Linked DNA regions of Hordeum vulgare: region 2 is linked to region 1. The links are chromatin contacts, called in public Hi-C maps. All regions are on one chromosome and are shown on one strand. The core of a region is the stretch at or near the end of the contact, and the rest is flanking DNA. Distances in the headings are between cores, read along the strand shown.

The links. A called contact is a pair of places that touch in the nucleus more often than the background predicts.
Region 2: a Hi-C map of seedling shows a contact between it and region 1, with 1.8 times the contacts expected there. The contact joins the promoter of LOC123427454 here to the promoter of LOC123430633 in region 1. A contact is called at or near these places in 2 of 6 Hi-C or Micro-C datasets (leaf and seedling) and 1 of 1 datasets of contacts at active chromatin or transcription factors (embryo).

Annotation. Positions count from the first base shown.
Region 1 is chr2H:583,976,013-583,978,854 of MorexV3_pseudomolecules_assembly, reverse strand. LOC123430633 (cytochrome P450 704C1-like) reads left to right here and starts at 1,271. Exons shown (of 4, transcript XM_045114487.1): 1 at 1,271-2,280; 2 at 2,374-2,709; 3 at 2,812-2,842. The coding sequence starts at 1,486.
Region 2 is chr2H:584,161,501-584,164,484 of MorexV3_pseudomolecules_assembly, reverse strand. It overlaps LOC123427454 (subtilisin-like protease SBT1.3), which reads right to left and starts at 1,264. Exons shown (of 1, transcript XM_045111506.1): 1 at 1-1,264. The coding sequence starts at 991.

The sequences.
Region 1 (2,842 bases), core at 22-2,521:
TCCATATACTATCATGCGTTAGTTTATGTACTTATTTATCATTTTAATTACGTTTATATATTATATATATGAGTTTTCAAAGTGGGTTACATGAAAAAATACAAGTTAACCCATTGTTTTTATTATATTTGTGAAATACGTATATATTTGTACGTAAAAAAGAGCATACATAAAATATGATATATAGTGCAAAAAGTTATGTATATACTATCTTAAACATTATTATATACTCCCTCCGTCCCAAAATTCTTGTCTTATATTTGTTTAGATATGAATGTATCTAGTCATGTTTTACTATTTTGATACATCCATTTCTAGACAAACCTAAGACAAGATTTTTAAGACGAAGGGAGTACTACATAGTACACGTACATACACTCTGATTTGATAGATAGTACATACAACATACAAAATGCAAGTGATGGTATACAATATAGAAACTTTATTCATCACCCAGGATGCAGAATAGTTTTTTCTTCATCCGAGTTAATATAATAATCAATTTATATGTAAATTATATTAAAATAAAAATAGTTATATTTATATTAGATCATTAAGTAAAATTTGACAAAAAAAATATAGGTCACAAGACTAGGAAAAAATTATTATTTTTTTGCATTTTTGCACTTTTTTTTATGTTCGTAAATTTGCGTGACATAAAGTATTTTAATGTTGATTATAATTTTTAGGTCTCTTTTACGTATAAAATAAGACAAAATTTACGAAACATAAAATTACGGTGCGTTGATGTTAAAATAGAGAAGGATGAAGGATAACTATTTCCTCATCCAGGATGTGAATAGCGTGTATATATATAGAGACACACACATGAAAATATATTGAATGGTGATTTCAATGGTTTTTTTTTCTTTTTGCAATGAGTGATTTCAATGGTATTGATTTGGTATTGTGAATGTTAATAATTTTTTGTTTGGACTTGGTCAAAGTTTAAAAGTTTGACTTGAGACTAATATGCGAGGTGATTGAAAATGGAAGGACTATTATTTTGCGGGAATCTATTGATTAGTATTATGTGACTGGTTCAAAGAAAATAAAATGGAAAATCTCCACGGGAAGCAGGCGAAATGAAGCGATGATCTACTCACATCTGACTGCTGCCTACTTTAAACATCAATTTGGCTGGTCCTGAATCCTGATGTGGGGTTTACAATTTACAACCCCAACTCTTGGATTTTTCCCAGGTTTTGGCTGTTCCTTACCGTAGTTATTAGTACCTTTTTTCGTTAACTCAAACGGCACGTCGACGAACCCATCTCAACGATCTGGCTTTCGTCTTCTCCACGTGTGTTGAAAACGAGAAGATGAGCCAAATTGCCAGTTAAAAGAAGAGAACAAGGCGCCTTCCTGAAATTGTGTGCATCTCACCCGCAGTCTCGCACCCAAGCCTTGATCCTCCTCAATCCACACGGCACACGCCACGCGCCAGCACGCCCGGCGTCCTCGCACCGGTGACCCGTCACGGCCATGGGTTCACCGTTGAGCCAGCAGCCCACGCTGCTGGCGCTGTCGCTGCTCCTCCTGGCCCTCTACCTGGCGCGCCACGCCCTGCTCGGCAAGCGGCGGAAGTACCCGCCCGTGGCCGGCACCATGCTCCACCAGCTCTTCAACTTCGGCCGGCTGGCCGAGTACCAGACGGAGCTCTCCCAGAGGTACCGCACCTTCCGCATGCTCACCCCGACCTGCAACTACGTCTACACCGTGGAGCCCGCCAACGTGGAGTACATCCTCCGCACCAACTTCGCCAACTACGGCAAGGGCACCATGACCCACGACGTGCTGGAGGACCTCCTCGGCGACGGCATCTTCAACGTCGACGGCGCCATGTGGCGGCACCAGCGCAAGGTCGCGAGCTTCGAGTTCTCCACCCGGGTGCTCCGCGAGTACAGCAGCGGCGTGTTCCGCGACACGGCCGCCCAGCTCGCGGGCATCGTGGCCGCCGCCGCCGCCGCCGGGGAGAGGGCTGACATGCAGGACCTGTTCATGCGGTCGACGCTGGACTCGATCTTCACCATCGGGTTCGGGGTCAGCCTGGGCGCGCTCTCCGGGTCCAGCCAGGAGAGCGCGGCGTTCGCCAGGGCCTTCGACGACGCCAACGAGCAGGTGCTGTACAGGTTCTTCGACCCGCTCTGGAAGGCCAAGAGGCTGCTCAACGTCTCGTCGGAGGCCGCCATGAAGCGGTCGGTGCGCACCATCAACGACTTCGTGTACGCCGTCATCGACAAGAAGATGGAGCAGATGGGCAGAGATCAACAAGAATTCGTAAGCTTTTCCCTCTTGCAAACACTAAATTGCGCCGCCGCCTGGTAGGTGGCAGCAGCAAATCTGGCGTCGTGACATTTGCTGACTTGGCAGGCCAAGAAAGAGGACATCCTGTCGAGGTTCCTGCTGGAGAGGGAGAAAGACCCCGGCTGCTTCGACAACAAGTACCTCCGGGACATCATACTCAACTTCGTGATCGCCGGCCGCGACACGTCGGCGGGGACGCTGTCGTGGTTCCTCTACGTGCTGTGCAGCAAGCAGCGCATCCAGGACAAGATCGCGAGGGAGGTGCGGGAGGCCACCACCGGCGACCGGCACGTCGGCGCGCAAGAACTCACGGCGTGCCTCACAGAAGACGCCATCAGCAACATGCCGTACCTCCACGCCGCGCTGACGGAGACCCTCCGGCTGTACCCGGCTGTGCCCATCGTGAGTCAGCTCACCCGATCCCTACCCCTAGCGCATTATAAGTAATCTACTTCTGTGCTGTGTGGACCGGGCGTCACCATCAGTATGGTTTTGTTGGTGTAGGATGTCAAGTACTGCTTCTCGGATGACACGC
Region 2 (2,984 bases), core at 15-2,514, 190 kb before region 1:
CGGCGTTGCCGGCCGAGCAGGCGATGAAGACGCCCATCTGCATGGCCCCAAACGACGCGATGGACAGGCTGTCGCGGTAGTAGGGGGAGGCGCCGCCGCCGAGGGAGATGGAGAGCACGTCGACGCCGTCCGACACGGCGCGGTCGACGGCCGCGAGGATGTCGGAGCTGAAGCAGCCGCCGGTCCAGCACACCTTGTAGGCCGCGACGCGTGCGCGGGGCGCCATGCCGCGGGCGACGCCGCGCGCGTAGCCGAAGAGGCCGGCGTCCGGCACGGGCGAGCCCGCGGCGGTGGCGGCGGTGTGCGTGCCGTGGCCGTCCTGGTCGCGCGGGGACTTGAGCTCGGTGGTCTCGTTGATGGGGCCCGAGGAGGCCTCGTAGCCGTTGTAGAAGATGCGGGCGCCGATGATCTTGCGGTTGCAGTCGGCCGTGGTGAAGCCGCGGCCGGTCTGGCACAGGCCTTTCCACCTGGCCGGCACGGGGCCGAGGCCCTTGTCGCTGAAGCTGGGGCTCTCGGGCCATATGCCGGTGTCGAGCACGCCGACGACGACGTCGTGGTCGGCGAGGCCGGCGGCCCAGATTCTGTTGCTCACCTCCGGGCCAATGCCCAGGAAGTCGGGGCTCCTGGTGGTGTGCAGCTGCAGGACCGTCTCCGGGAGCACGGCCAGCACGCCGGCCGCCTCGGCCATCCGCTCGGCCTCGTCCTCGTCGAGCCGCGCCGCGAAGCCATGGAAGGCCGTCTCGTAGTTGTAGACGATCCTCGCGTAACCATCCTCCTCCTGCTGCTCAGCTTCAACCTGCGCAGAGCTCACGGACTTCACCGTCGAGGCGTACCACTCGTGGTGAAAATCGAAGGCGCTCGGCTTCTCCGACGCGGCCATCTGAACAATGTAAGTTTGGGAGGCTCCCGCGCACGCAGAGATGCTCGCTTGGAGAAGCACGAGCGCCAGGCGCAGCGACGGAGCCGTCCATCTCGCGCCGCGAGGATCCATGGCGAAGAGGCGAGGGTGACAAGTGAGAGTAGAGCGAGCCTGGAGAGCTCCGCTTCCAGCTTATGAACGCTTCCACGCCTGGACCGAGAGCGAACAGTGAGACTGATGAGTCACCGACGAGAGCAGTAAATAAATGAAACGAGGTGGTTGCTAATTCTGTCCGCATTGAAGCGAATTCATTTGGCTGCGCGGTGCGCCTCTGTGAGACTGTGACTCTCTCGAGACACATTCTTCCATTTCTCGGAGATATTTCAGCAGGACCCTCGTGTCTTCTTCCTCTACTTTCTTTCTTCCATCTACTTCAAAGGGAAGACATTAACGCGGCGGATCTACTACCTGCCAGCGGCAACGGGCAGTAGGGTTAGCGCATTGATTCGCCCCCCGTGGGCGGTTGCTTCGGTTCATGGGAGCAATTCATGTGCCACGTCTTTATGGCGCCACTGTTAGTGGCAGGCAGTGGCACTGTGTGCTCTGTACTGAGGGAAAATTTTGGTAATGACAATGACATCACCTCCTTCAAGGAAAGGGATGCGACGATCTTTAGATGGAATGGAAATGGATTGTACGATGATTAGGGTAATCTGGGACGGGTACGTGAGGGCTGCGCTGCTAGCAGAAAAAAAAGGAGACAGCTCATGGCCTCGCCCAGCTGTATCATTATGGGGGGAGGGACCCTCCGTCTCCTCCGTGTATGTAAAAGTTTCATCGGGAGCGTCGGATCAAGTCGCGCTGACTGGGTACGGTCGACAAATTATTGGATGATGAACACTGGAGCGTAGGGACTAGGGAGTGTCACATGAAAACCTGGCAGGATTACATAGGTGGCCTTTGTTTGGGTGCTGTTTCTGATTCTCAGATTCTAGGTCTTCTAAAATCACAAGGGCAAACAAACACATCAGATTCCTATCTAGCTTCCTAGAATCTGATTCTAAAACTGCACTAGCACGCAAGCAAATCCAGAAGCAACGATTTTGGTGATTCCATAGATTCTACAGCTTCCCACAAACAGAACTAGATCCACCGCCCTCCCATACTCCGGACCTGAGCCCGTTGCGCCGCCGCCCCTGATGTCCCAATGCGCTGCCCACCCGAGCTCTCACTGGACTGCATCGGAGGTCCACCTTGGCCCCCGACTCCACCTGCACCCACCCCTCTCCAGCGCCATGTGCTCCCCACTTTCATGACCTGCCTTGCTCTTGGTTTTCTGAATTATTCAATGTATGTGATTAGTTCAATAGGTTTTCTGAGTTTTGTGATTGACCATTTGTGCATTCGGGGTGTTGCGGGCATTTCACAACACACCGGGTTCTCCTAAATCAGGGTAAACAAATGGCCTGCTTCTGATTCTCAGAATCTGCACCTGTAGCTGGTTTTAGGAATCCAAGCCATAGTTGATTCTCAGGAATCTATAGCCCAAACAAAGGGGGCCATGGCAGGATCGGGGTGTGGCTTCGATTGCACACTCCATAGAAGTTAATAATTTTCCTTTAAAAAAAGGAAGTTCATTATCTATGGTTTCATGGTGAGTGTGTTTCGAGCTTTGCTACATATACGGAAATATTTTGCAAAGAATTACAGATAGGCTGGTGTATGCAGATTTAATTGGTTGTTAGATGCGAGCCGGCCCCATCTTGAAAATCAGGGGGGAGAGATTAGTTGTGGGGGAGAGAGAAATCTGTAAAACTTCCGTAATAATTCGTACGTCTAGCATTTTTGGTGTGTTTCACTATCTAAAACCGTCACAATAAGCCGGCTAAGGCCCTGTTTGGAACCACTCAGATTATATAATCCGGTTTTTATAATCTATTATGTCTCCAAACAGGACAGTATATTGCAGTTTATAAAAACTAGATGGCCAGATTATTAAAAACTCATAATCTACTCTACCCCAGTTAAAATCAGTTTATGGATTACTAATGACCCATTATCTTTGGAAACTTGAAGATAATTACCTACTGCCATCGCCACCATCCTCCAAACATGCCCACCTAGA